Linked DNA regions of Callithrix jacchus: region 1 is linked to region 2. A link is a contact called in public Hi-C data. All regions are on one chromosome and are shown on one strand. The core of a region is the stretch at or near the end of the contact, and the rest is flanking DNA. Distances in the headings are between cores, read along the strand shown.

The links. Hi-C and Micro-C count contacts between places; a contact is called where the count stands out from the background.
Region 1: a Hi-C map of induced pluripotent stem cells shows a contact between it and region 2, with 1.9 times the contacts expected there. The contact joins two enhancer-like sites. A contact is called at or near these places in 2 of 3 Hi-C or Micro-C datasets (induced pluripotent stem cells and skeletal muscle).

Annotation. Positions count from the first base shown.
Region 1 is chr9:39,028,602-39,034,540 of calJac240_pri, forward strand. The region is part of intron 1 of FGD4 (FYVE, RhoGEF and PH domain containing 4); the gene reads right to left. Among named protein-coding and RNA genes, the nearest start is that of FGD4, 57 kb to the right of the region's middle. Within about 2 kb of position 2,635, at least 2 of the 16 cell types and tissues checked have an H3K27ac peak or open chromatin away from gene starts, as enhancers often do.
Region 2 is chr9:38,948,191-38,955,103 of calJac240_pri, forward strand. The region is part of intron 1 of FGD4 (FYVE, RhoGEF and PH domain containing 4); the gene reads right to left. Among named protein-coding and RNA genes, the nearest start is that of FGD4, 140 kb to the right of the region's middle. Within about 2 kb of position 5,466, at least 4 of the 16 cell types and tissues checked have an H3K27ac peak or open chromatin away from gene starts, as enhancers often do.

The sequences.
Region 1 (5,939 bases), core at 1,385-3,884, 78 kb after region 2:
TCAAAAGACAAACACATACACATAAGTACACACATACACATACACACACACACACACACACTTTGTTGCTAAAAAATGCTAATGATCATCTAAGCCTTTGATAAGTCATAATCTTCTGCTAGTGGAGAGTGTTTGCTGTTAATGGCTGCTGACTGATGAGGGTGGTGGCTGCTAAAGGTGAGGGCTGGGGGCTATGGCAATTTCTTAAGACAAGGAAGAAAACAGTATATAATACCTATAACATATAAAAGATGTATCAGTCGACTGTTTATGTTATCAGTAAGGCTTCTGATCAATAGTAGGCTATTCCTAAATTAAGTTTTGGGGGAATCAAAAGTCATCCGTGAATTTTTAGCTGAAGAGGGATCACGGCCCTTTACCCCCAAGTTGTTCAAAAGTCAACTGCGCTTTTTAACACTTCCCATTGTTTTTACTCCTTTGTTCCTCTAATTTCCATAATGTACCCTAGCCCACAGTCACTACTCTTCTCTGGCTTTAATCCCTATTAAATAACAATTTAATTACAAATTAGAGTTGTAGGTAGAACAGACATTATTCATAATTTAGGACAACGAAACAAACAAAAATGAGTTGTACAAACAAGCTTGAACTTTACTGATAAAATTATGATTAGGACCCGTTTTCTCGTAACTCTTAGTTTAATATCTATTACACAGGGATCAGCATAACATAGTTATTAAAAGCACAGAATGGGTCCGAGCACAGTGGCTCACACCTGTAATCCCAGCACTTTGGGAGGCCAAAGCAGTGGATCAAAAGGTCAGGACTTCAAGATCGGCCTGGCCAAGAGGGTGAAACCCCATCTCTACCAAAAATACAAAAATTAGCCAGGTGTGGTGGTGTGCGCCTGCAATCCCAGCTACTCGGGAGGCTGAGGCAAGGCTGAGAATTGCTTAAACGAGGGAGGCGGAGGTGGCAGTGAGCAAAGATCACGCCACTGCTCTCCAGCCTAGGCGACAGAGCAAGACTCTATTACAAAAAAAAAAAAAAAGCACAGGATGTCAAGTCACATTACACTTGCTCTGTCATTTTATGAAACTATGACCCTTAATATTAACTTATATTCTTCTTTTTTTTTTTTTTTGAGACGGAGTTTCGCTGTTGTTACCCAGACTGATGTGCAATGGCATGATCTCAGCTCACCACAACCTCCGCCTTCTGGGTTCAAGAAATTCTCCTGCCTCAGCCTCCCGAGTAGCTGGGACTACAGGCACGCACCACCATGCCCAGCTAATTTTTGTATTTTTAGTAGAGACGGGGTTTCACCTTGTTGACCAGGATGGTCTCGATCTCTTGACCTCATGATCCACCCGCCTCAGCCTCCCAAAGTGCTGGGATTATAGGCGTGAGTCACCGCGCCCGGCCAATATTAACTTATATTCTTTGTGCTTTGGTTTCCTCATCTGTAAAAATATGGAGTATTAATAGCATCTATCTTCAGACAAGATTATTTTGAGAGAAAACACCTTGAATACTACCTATTACATAAAGCTCTCAGTAAATTTTATCCATTCTTATTCTTCTATTATTATTCAATCAGCCTTTCAATGAGCATATAGTATAAATACCGTATGCATATTTGTTCTTTTTCTTTAATCCCTTGTAGAATCAAACTTCAGGTGGCTGGGGCCAAAAACACTTACACATCATGACTAATCCAGTATGTACATACATAACATGCTTCACTACAATATATGCAAATAAGTGCTTAGCAAAAATGGAAAGAAACTTGGGGCCTAAAGGAAATCAGAACTTTAAAGAATATTTCTACCTACTGCGTTGGCTACTTAGCGGCTTTGTGAAATCAGTGTGTTTTAAGTACAGAACTTGACTGAATTCTTCCTTCCTGGGATCACTTTATAGAACACAAAGTCTTCACAAGGCTACATTCTAAATCCAAGTAGCAAATAAATAATGTGGCCCTCTTCCTCTACCATTTTTTATCTCATCTTTAACCACACATTTTATTTCTGCCCACGTGAACTAATGTTTCTGCAAAGAAGTGGGGAGTGGTCAGAAAGCCTGAGTTCTCATTTCAACTCTCACACAACCTTTCACACCTCAGTGCTGCCAACAAAAACAATGAAGACACATCATAAAACAGGGACCCTGACCCAGGCTTCTAGTTTTACTGCACAGAGGAAAAATATTTGTGGGGACTGTATCAATGTTCCTCCAAATGAAGGCATTTTAGACATCTGAAGTTCAAAGTCAAGAAGAATATGTTATTTACCTTTCATTGTTTATTAACCTTTAAACAATGAAAACTGAATGATATTCTTGCATTATACTCTAATCTGTTGCCCCAAAAGTTGGTATTTTCATCTACAACAAAGGTGACTCTTGACATTCTTAATTACACAGTGAAGGGGTTTTTGTTTTAAGATCTTCAGTATGAAATCCACACCTGGGTTGAAGTCTTAGTCTTTTCTACTAGTCACATATGACTTAGAACAAGCTATCTCAGCTCCTGGGTTTTGTTTGCTTGTTTTTTGGCGATGGCTGCTATTTTGAATAAAGAAGAAAATTCCATCTTGTCTCAGAGCTGCCTCTGAGGAGGCAAGTGAGATCATACACACCACGTTGGGAACAAGAGGCACCTGTTCAACACTAGTTACCCAGTTCAGTCAGCTTCGCAGACAGCCGTTTTCATTCAAGAGCTCTCACTTGAATTTCTAAAGTCGTCTCAATTGTATTCTCTAAGTGATGTGAGTTAACACAAGCCCACCGATCTAAAAGTTGCAAGAAATTAGGTTAAAATCTCCCTGCAAAAGAAACACAGGGTGAGTGCAAGTCTTAGCAAGAATATTTGCCATGCTGCACACACTTACACTGCATTTTCTTTCTGTTCTCATTGCTTTTATATTACAGCAAAGGCACAAGTCAATGTGGGGTGAGCCGATGAAAATTTCACTGCCCTGAAAGCACTATTTTAAGCACCAAGGTCTAATTATCCAACCTTACATATTTCAAGAGGTATATAACCTTCTCACTTTGAATCTGGCCCTTGGATATTGCCAGTGTGGAAGGTCTTCAGTTAAGACAGAATAATAAACTTAAAGAGAAAATGTCTTCTTCTTATCTTTTTTTCTAAGGCATGAGGTTTTACAAACTATGGTCTCATTCCATTTGTGGTTCTGTTTAAAAAAGAAAATCAGAGTGTGTAAGCGCATGAAAAAGTTTTATTTCAAACACACATAAAAGCACACTCACACACGTACACACAATGTTATATTGGGCTGTGGTTAAAACATTTGAAAGTCACTGTTCTAAAGAACCTACTATGTAAGCAACGGTGCCAGACTCAGAAATCAGGCCTGGAATCCCTATTTTGCCAGTTACTAGTGGTACAACCTTGGCGAGCCTGTTACTTAAATTCTCTGAAGCCCAGTTTCCTCCAATGTAAAATGCGAATAACACATTCCATAATGTATACTTAAACAGCCAAGCCCTGTACCTGGCTAGTGTTGGTTGCATTCCCTCTACTGTCACCCTGCTTCTACTTTCTTGCAACAATCAGGGTCAAGGGAGCAGCAGAGTAGGGTCCCAAGCATTTTTGCACATGTAAATTGCCTCCAGTCTTTTGTCTATTTTTAGAAATATTTGCAATTCTACTTGGACAAAATTTAACCTTAGTTTTAAATAAAAGTATATAGTGGCTTCCTCACAGATAAAAAAGAAGTAAAAACAAATGCACGGTCTAAATGGCAATGATGTAAAAGATAAGTGAACCCTGGAGAGAATACATGAATGAATAATAATACAAGCTAATTGCCTTGAACCAGAAAAGGGAGCTAGTCAAATACAGGAGATAATGGAATAATAGCAATTAATTATTGAGCATTTACCTCTGCACTGGACGTTGGGTTAAAATTTTTGCATGCAGAGACTGGGCAGGGTGGCTCATGCCTGTAATCCCAGCCCTTTGGGAGTGTGAGGCAGGTGGATCACTGGAGGTCAGTAGTTCGAGACCAGCCTGGCCAACATGGTGAAACCCCATCTCTACCAAAACCACAAAAATTATCCATGTGTGGTGGTGGCTACCTATAATCCCAGCTACTCAGGATGCTGAGACAGGAGAATCATTTGAACCTGGGAGGCAGCGGTTGCAGTGAGCAGAGATTGCACCACTGCACTCCAGCCTTGGTAAGAGAGTGAGACTCAGGCAAAAAAAAAAAAAAAAAAATGTTTTGCATGCATCATTGTATCTAACATCCACCAAAAAAAGGCAAACCACAGAACAAGTTGTGAAGGCACTTCAGGCTGCAACATCAAGAATGGAAAGGTAACCTTGCCACCAACTTTCCAATCACAGATATGCAGTGTTTACTTGCCAGATGCAGAAACCAAACTAAATCCATAACTTAAAAGGTCACAGTTGGCCAGGCGTGGTGGCTCACGCCTGTAATCCCAGCACTTTGGGAAGCCAAGAGGGGGGCAGATCACTTGAGGTCAGGAGTTCGAGACTAGCCTGACCAACATGGAGAAATCCCTTCTCTTCTAAAAATACAAAAATTATCCAAGCATGGTAGTGCATGCCTGTAATCCCAGCTATTCAGGAGGCTGATTCTACTAATCGTTTAAAACCTGGGAGGCAGAGGCTGTGGTAAGCCGAAATCACGCCATTGCACTCCAGCCTGGGCAACAAGAGCAAAACTCCGTCTCAAAAAAAAAAAAAAAAAGTCACAGTTAAAATCAAGGTGGCTGACGCCTATAATCCCAGCACTTTATGAGGCTGAGCGGGGTGGATCACAAGGTCAGGAGTTCAAGACCAGCCTGGCCAAGATGGTGAAACCCCATCTCTACTCAAAATACAAAAATTACCAGGTATGATGGCAATGCCTGTAATTCCAGCTACTCGGGAGGCTGAGGCAGGAGAACTGCTTGAACCTGGGAGGTGGAGGTAGCCGTAAGCCGAGATCTCACCACTGCACTCCAGCCTGGGTGACAGAGCAAGACTCCATCTCAAAAAAAACTGTTACAAAGATGAAAAGAAAGGATAATAGTCACAAGGCAAAGGGCATAAACTGTGGGAACAGAGCACAGCAGAGACTTCTATTTTAAAAATGCACAACATTCTTGAAATTCCCCTGGAAGCCTTCTTCTGTTTGCTTTATAGGAGCTTTCAGTGCTCTGTGCAAATATGTGGATTCAAATTCCACTTATGCTAAATTCACATTAAATAAACTATCTTGCAAAAACATGTCAAAATAAGTAGAAAAACAGATGAATAAATGGAAATGTTACTACTAATCTCTTTAGGTGAAAGCCTCATAAGCATACGGCATTGTTTTTTAATTTGTGAGCTCCTAAGACTGAAGAAATCATTTCAACACTTCGTTACCAGAGCTTGGTGATATCATGAATCACAGAGGACCGTGAAAACCCTCATCTGAAAAGGGTAAAAAAGAAAAATCAGAAAATTTTGTATTTATAACAGTTTTAATTGCTTAAATAATTATTATGGTTTTTGTACATCATCTTACTTCAAAATGTGTTATTTTCCTAAAGGAAAAATATTTTGTCATAACTGAATATTTTGTTATAAAACACAAACTCAAAAGAATCAATATTAACTTTCAACATGATAAAGTTGAACATGATAAACTTTCAACATGAATAAGTTATGGACCACAGGTACAACTAACACACATCATATATGTATTAGATGTCTCAAGTAGGGTTAGTATAAATACATCCTTAAAAATAGTAATCTGGAGAATATCAGTTACTTGTATTCTTTATCTCAGCTAATGGCATATTCAAATGCCCAGCTAATTTAATAGAAACGGTATGTAGAAAGAGCTTAGGTAGGAGATGAGGGTGAAATACAGAATCTGCAATACAGTGATTGTGCTCACAGGCGGGTTATTACATTTCTCTGAGCCTCAGTCTTGCTGATTATAAAATGTCAATAT
Region 2 (6,913 bases), core at 4,216-6,715:
CCTTATATGTATTATTTCATTTACTCCAGAATCTTATGATAGAAAGTATGGCAGGCATTTTTATGTCCATTATAAAGATGATTAAACCGAGATGGTAAGCAGTTAGGCTGGTGTGTGTGTGTGTGTGTGTGTGCACGTGCGTGTGTGTATATGTGTGTGTATTTTTTCTTTTAAATGCAGACAGGCTGGAATATAGTGGCATAACCATATCTCACTGCAGCCTTGAACTCCTGAGATCAAGTAATCCTCCCACTCAGCCTCCTAAGTAGGTGGGACTACAGGTGCATGTCACCACACCCAGCTATTTTTTTTTTTCTTTTCATTTTTGTAGAGACTGGGTCTCATCATCTTGCCCATGCTGGTCTCAAACTCCTGAGCTCTAGCGATCCCCCTGACTTGGCCTCCCAAAGTGCTAGAATTATAGGCATGAGCCACTGTGCCCAGCCTTTGCCTGATGTTAAATGTCAAGAGTGGTTTGTAAGCAATTTGTGGATACAGATTCTAGCTATTGATTCTTTGGTTTTCACTAAGCAGGTATACAAGTCACTGTAGCTATTTGCCCTAATTTTGTGCCTTTATTTTAGCCAAGATTATGCAGCTAGAAGCTTAAAAATACCCAGGGCATCGAAAAATCCAATTTAAGAAATACAAGATAAGAGGAATCTGAGTCTTGATTTAGGATAACTCAACAGACATCAAGACAGAGTTCCAGATTACCTTGCCTGTTTCCAGCTTGGAACCACTTTTCACCACCTCTTCAGCTCTGTAGACTCCTAACCTTCTTCTTGTTCTATGGCTGATGAGGCCTCCCCATTGTAGACTCTTCAGCCTTCTCTCTGGGAACCAGTAGGGTCACTCCCATAGACTCACTCTATGCCAGTCTAGTCTTACTTCACTCCATGCTATATGGCTATAGTTTCTGGTAGGCCTGAACCCAAACTTCCTCAGGGAGAGGTCAGGAAAGTGCTCACAAGGCACTGTCACATAGAGAGCACACCTCATTTCACCTTCAGCATCCCTTAAGAGTGGGACAGATATCTGCACATTATGGGTAAAAAAAAGTAAGGTTGGTTAAGAGTGGCAAGGCCAAGAGTCACAACAGGGCTTTTAATTCCAAAGTCACCGCTCTTTCCGCTACAACCAAGGGCGCTGTTGTCTGGTCAATATGTGTTTTGCATTAGAAATGGGTTCATGTCTGGGGTGATGGCTCATGCCTGTAGTCCCAGCTATTTGGAAGGCTGAGGCAGGAGAATGGCTTCAGCCCAGGAGTTTGAGACCAGCCTGAGCAACACGGTGAGACTCCATCTCTTTAAAAATAATAATAATAATTAGAAAAGTAAAAGAGAAACAGGCTGATGATCTGGAGCTGTACTTCTAGTATTTGGGGATTGTGGGAACCCATCAGCATTTATTTAATTTTGCTAAAGAGTCTACTGGCCACACATAAGTACAGCAAAGATCTTAGATCCAAAAGAACTAAACATCACTGTGAGAAACTAACAATATTCACAAAAATTATTAAAGACACCCCAATGTATCAGAAAACAGATTTTAAGAAAAACTTTAAGATTTAAAATGAATTTTTAGAATCTGTTCAAGGAAATTAAGATAATTATCAATGCCCTAGAGCAAATTCAGATCTTTAATTAACTTGAAGAACTCAGCAACTATACCCTGCTACAGACTTCAAGCATTTCCTCTCCAAAGCTGGAATTATGTGCCAACTGTTTCCCCTACTGGAAGGGTTAGAAGCAACAGAAATAAAGGTTAAGAGCTGCGTAGATATGAATTCAACAAGCACTCATCTAACACCTTGCAACCGAGGGCATTGTGACATATAGGATCAGTAACATCTTCAACCTGCTCTCAAGGAGTCAACTTACCATTGGGAAAACTAAAACAACCCTCAATCAGGGATCTGTAGCCTATAGGTCATAGGCCAAATCCAGCTTCTGTTAATGAAGTTTTACTAGAATACACACTCATTCACTTACATAATGTGTATGACACTTTTTACTATGTTAGTAGAGTTGCGTAGTTACAACATAGACCATAAGGCCAGCAAAGACAAAAATATTTACAATCTGGCCCTTTATAGGAAACGTTTACAGAACTTGACCTAAATAATCAACACAATAAATTCTGAATTACTGCCACAAATTTCCAGTTTTGGTTGTGTCTCTTGTGTGACCTTGGGCAAGACAATACCTCTAGGTTTCTGTGAACTCATTAGCAGCACCATACACAGTGATCTAGCATATCTTGGCTTATAACCCACTCTGGGATGTATTTAATGAATTCAGTGTTATATGATATAATCCTTTTTATTTTTATTTTTTGAGACGAAGTCTCACTCTGTCGCCCAGGCTGGAGTGCAGTGGCATGATCTTGGCTCACTGCAACGTCCGCCTCCCAGTTTCAGGCAATTCTCCTGCCTCAGCCTCCTGAGCAGCTGGGATTACAGGCTTGCGCTACCAGACCCACCTAATTTTTATATTTTTAGTAGAGATGGGGTTTCACCATGTTGGTCAGGCTGGTCTCGAACTCCTGACCTAGTTATTTGCCCGCCTCATCCTCCCAAAGTGCGGGGATTACAGGTATGAGCCACTGTGCCCGGCCATATGATGTAATCTTAGCTTCTCACTGTTCTAAACTCTGCATGCCTAGCATGTGATTGTGTCAGTTGCTTTCCTATTTTAAGCAAAAATCATCTTCCCCAACTATCTCTACTACATGTGAACCAGAAGACCAGAAGGGGTTAGCCTCCTCTTTAAAAAAAATCAAGTTTCTTGGTCAATAGTTCTCAACCATGACTGCATTAGAATTGCCTGTGGAACTTTAAGAAAGAAAACTGCAATACCTGGGTTGCATCCTAAACCACTTAAGTCATTCTCTGGGGTGTGGGACCCAGGTATCAGTGTATGTTAAAACTTCTTAGGTAATCCCAACGTGTAGTCATGGTCAAGAATCACCACGCTTGGTGTTATAACACGCTTGGATCAAATTAGTATTTACAATGGAAGCTGTATGAAATGAATTCTATAATTTCGAGCTGATAAGCTAAAGTTCACCAAAATTATAAAATGGGGACACCATGAAGACTAATTTTAATAGTATTTACTTATTTATTTGAGACAGGGTGTCACTCTGTCACCAGGCTGGAGTGCAGTGGCATGATCTCAACTCACTGCAATGTCCACTTCCCAGCTCAAGTAATTCTCCAGCCTCAGCCTCCCGAGTAGCTGGGACCACAGATATGAGCCACCACACCCAGCTCATTTTTGTATTTTTTTGTAGAGATGGGATTTCGCCATACTGGCCAGGCTGTTCTCAACTTCTGGGCTCAGTCAGAGTGATTAACCTGCCTCGGCCTCCCAAACTGTTGAGATTATAGGCATGAGTCACTGCGCCCAGCCAATTTTTTTTTTTTTTTTTTGAGACAGAGTCTCGCTCTGTCACCCAGGCTGGAGTGCAATAGCACTATCTCAGCTCACTGCAACCTCTGCCTCCCATGTACAAGTGATTCTCCTGCCTTAGTCTCCCAAGTAGCTGGGATTACAGGCAACCACCACCAGGCCCAGCTCATTTTTGCATTTTTTGTAGACACAGGCTTTTATCATGTTGGCCAGGATGGTCTCGAACTCCTGACCTCAGGTGATCCGCCCATCTCAGACTCCCAAAGCACTGAGATTCTAGGCATGAGTCACCCGAGATTGGCCCCGGCCAACTTTTACTAGTAATTATTTAAGCTCATAGCACCATGTGACTCTTGTTTAAGTCACAGCCAATACATACATGCCAAGTATGAAGTCCTCTTCACAGGTAAGTAAGAGTAAGATTATGATCCATTTGTGACATAATCAACATATATATATTTGATCTTTGTCTCTGGTTTCTGACGAAGGACAGTAGTTAAATCTCATCATTTCCTAATTGGTGGGGATAACAGGAGCATATTTTGTTCCTAACAGAGGGTTCTTAAAACTCTTGACACTTCCTGGGTGGTAGAAGTCCCTTTTGTTCTAATGAAATAACTCTTTGCACAACCTTAAGTAGGCTCAGGATGAAGCTGGTTGCCAGAAAGATCAAGTAACGATTAGAAGCATAGAACTTTCAGATCCACTCCTCCCAACTTCTGGAGAGGGAGAGGACCTGGAGACTGAGTTAACGAATGATCACATCTACACGATGAAACCTCTAAATGACAAGGATCAGAGAGAGCTTCCGTGTTGGTGAATACATCCATGTGGAGGGAGGCTGGCCTACTCTAACCCCATAGGACAAAATGTCCCACAATCAGGAATCTTCTGACCTCACCTTAATGTATTAATCGCTCTTCATCTGGCTTTTCATCTATATTCTTCATATATTCCTTTATAATAACCCTTCATCTATATTCCTTTATAATAAACCAGTAAATGTCAGTAAAGTGCTTTCCTGAGTTCTGTGAACCAATCTAGCAAATTATTAAACGTGATGAAGAGTTCATGGGAACCTCTGATTTATGGTGAATGAGTCAGAATTATGGGATGCCCAGGACTTGTGACTGGCATCTGAAGTGGAGATAGTCTATGGGACTGAGCTTTCACCTGCGGGATCCGACGCTAACTCCAGGTGGAGTTAAAGAGCTGGTTATTGCTGTGAGCAAAACCCCCAGTTTGGTGTCAGAAGTGTTCTCTGGGTAGAAAGAGATAATATCACTACCAAAAACAACGTAGATATCCCCTTACATGAAAAGTCACCAAATAGGAGCCTTGAGCATTCAAAAGCAGATCATTTATGGCCAACAGAGAGTATGAAAAGCTCCTGTACACGGAGGAACCTCCATAACAATGAAATTAAAATTTTTATTGACTTCATAAAGTGTGAAAGAAATAAAAACAGATGTGAGAAAAGAACTTAAAGGGCAAAAGTTAGCCTTTTTCTAAGAGCTGCAGCCAACTCATTTATTCACAATGTCTGGTTTATACATCGACCAGATTCTTGGCTTTTCCCTTGCTTCTGCCCACTATAAAACTATTTTCCATTTATTCACAACAAATTTATCTGCAAGTCCAGAGAGGGGAAGAAAACCAAACTGCCTAATATTTCATAAGTTTTCACAAGGATGCTGCTAAAACCAAGTAATAAAATTGTTTTTAATTATCTCAATCACAAGTAACCAAGGGTGAACAAACGTTTCTCTTCACAAAAGGGAAAATGGATCCTTTTCATAAGCAAATTCTTCCTGACATTGTTGCTATGAATTCTGTACTACTTTGCTGTTTATTTTTCTAAACTTGATTTCTCTAAATTTGAAATCCAGAAGCTAAAATATCCAAGCCTAACACTATTTCTGTACACTACTTTCTGTGAACTTTATCTGCTTAAAACTACCTCAGCCTACTGTGTCGCAACACTTTGCTTTGCAGTTACCAACACCATTCATTCAACTTTTCAAACCTGTATTTTGCTTCATGGCAGTAATAGATAAAATGAACACTAAGTAGGAAAAGCTCCTCAGGACTGGCCAGTCACCCAAAAGCTGCTACTTTAAATGTACCAACACTATCACTTGTTTCAAGGTCAGGATCACCCAGACCTGCTGTGAAATGCAAGGTGATGTTTATCTGGGAAGTGTATTTTTTTTACTTGACAAAAAAACAGGGTGACTACTGAAACTAGAGGTTGAAAGGTCAAAATTTTTGACATGATTATTTTATGACTGTGGGAAAGTTACCTAACTTCCTTATAAATTATAGAAACAGTTTTACTGCTCTCCTGACATCTCTTAGGTGTAGATGTAGACCTCAAAATTCTCCTTTCTGATGGCTGGGAATTTTAAGAAAAACATGTAATAAATTAGGTGGCTCTCTAAAAAAGCCTTGGTGATACCCTCTACTCCTGACTCTCCTCGTTATTTTGAAACTCCTCTTTAAGAAAAACATTACTGGCCAGGAGGTGGCTCACGCCTATAATCCCAGCACTTTGGGAGGCCAAGGTGGGTAGATCACGAGGACAGGAGATTGAGACCATCCTGGCCAACATGGTGAAACCCCATACCTACTAAAACTACAAAAATTAGTTGGACACGGTGGCAGGCGTCTTTAATCCCAGCTGCTTGGGAGGCTGAGGAAGGAGAATTGCTTGAACCTGAGGGGTGGAGGTTGCAGTGAACTGAGATCGTGCCACTGCACTCCAGCCTGGCAACAAAGTGAGACTCTGTCTCAAAAAAAATCTCAAAACCAAAAAACATTACTATAAACCACCTTTTACTAAACATTTAATATTCAGTAGCTTACAAAGTTAGGTATTGACTTTCCTTACTCCCTGCTGCAGAATCAGACTAGCAGGCCTCACAATTTTTCTAGACCCAGAGCACAATAGCATCGTGTGTTAAGCTTCTAACAGTGTAGGGGATTGTTTCAGGCATGCAAAACTTAAAAAGCAAATACTGCTGTTAGCTTATCCATTATTTTCTATATTTTTTCTGGCTGACAAAAGGAGGAAGTTAGGACCAAAAAAATAAGCCAGTTAATCAAAGATAACCACTTTTCCAATTCCAAATTTTAAAACTGCATTACTTAAACTACATTTAGCCATGTCTAATACAATTTTGCTCCCACAAATAAAAAGTGTGACTATTTTATTCATTCAGTGATAAAACAAATTTTATTACTCCCTTGCTTAAAATCCTTTAATGGAACTGCAAGGCCCGATGGGCAGGGGAAACTCCAAAACCTCTAGTTTGCATAAAGGACCCTTCACATTAAGACATCAATCTCGGCAAGGTGTGGGGGCACACGCCTGTAATCCCAGCACTTTGGGAGGCTGAGGCGGGTGGATCACCTGAAGTTGGGAGCTTGAGACCAGCCTGCCCAACATGGAGAAACCCCAACTCTACTAAAAAATACAAAATTAGCCGGGTTTGATG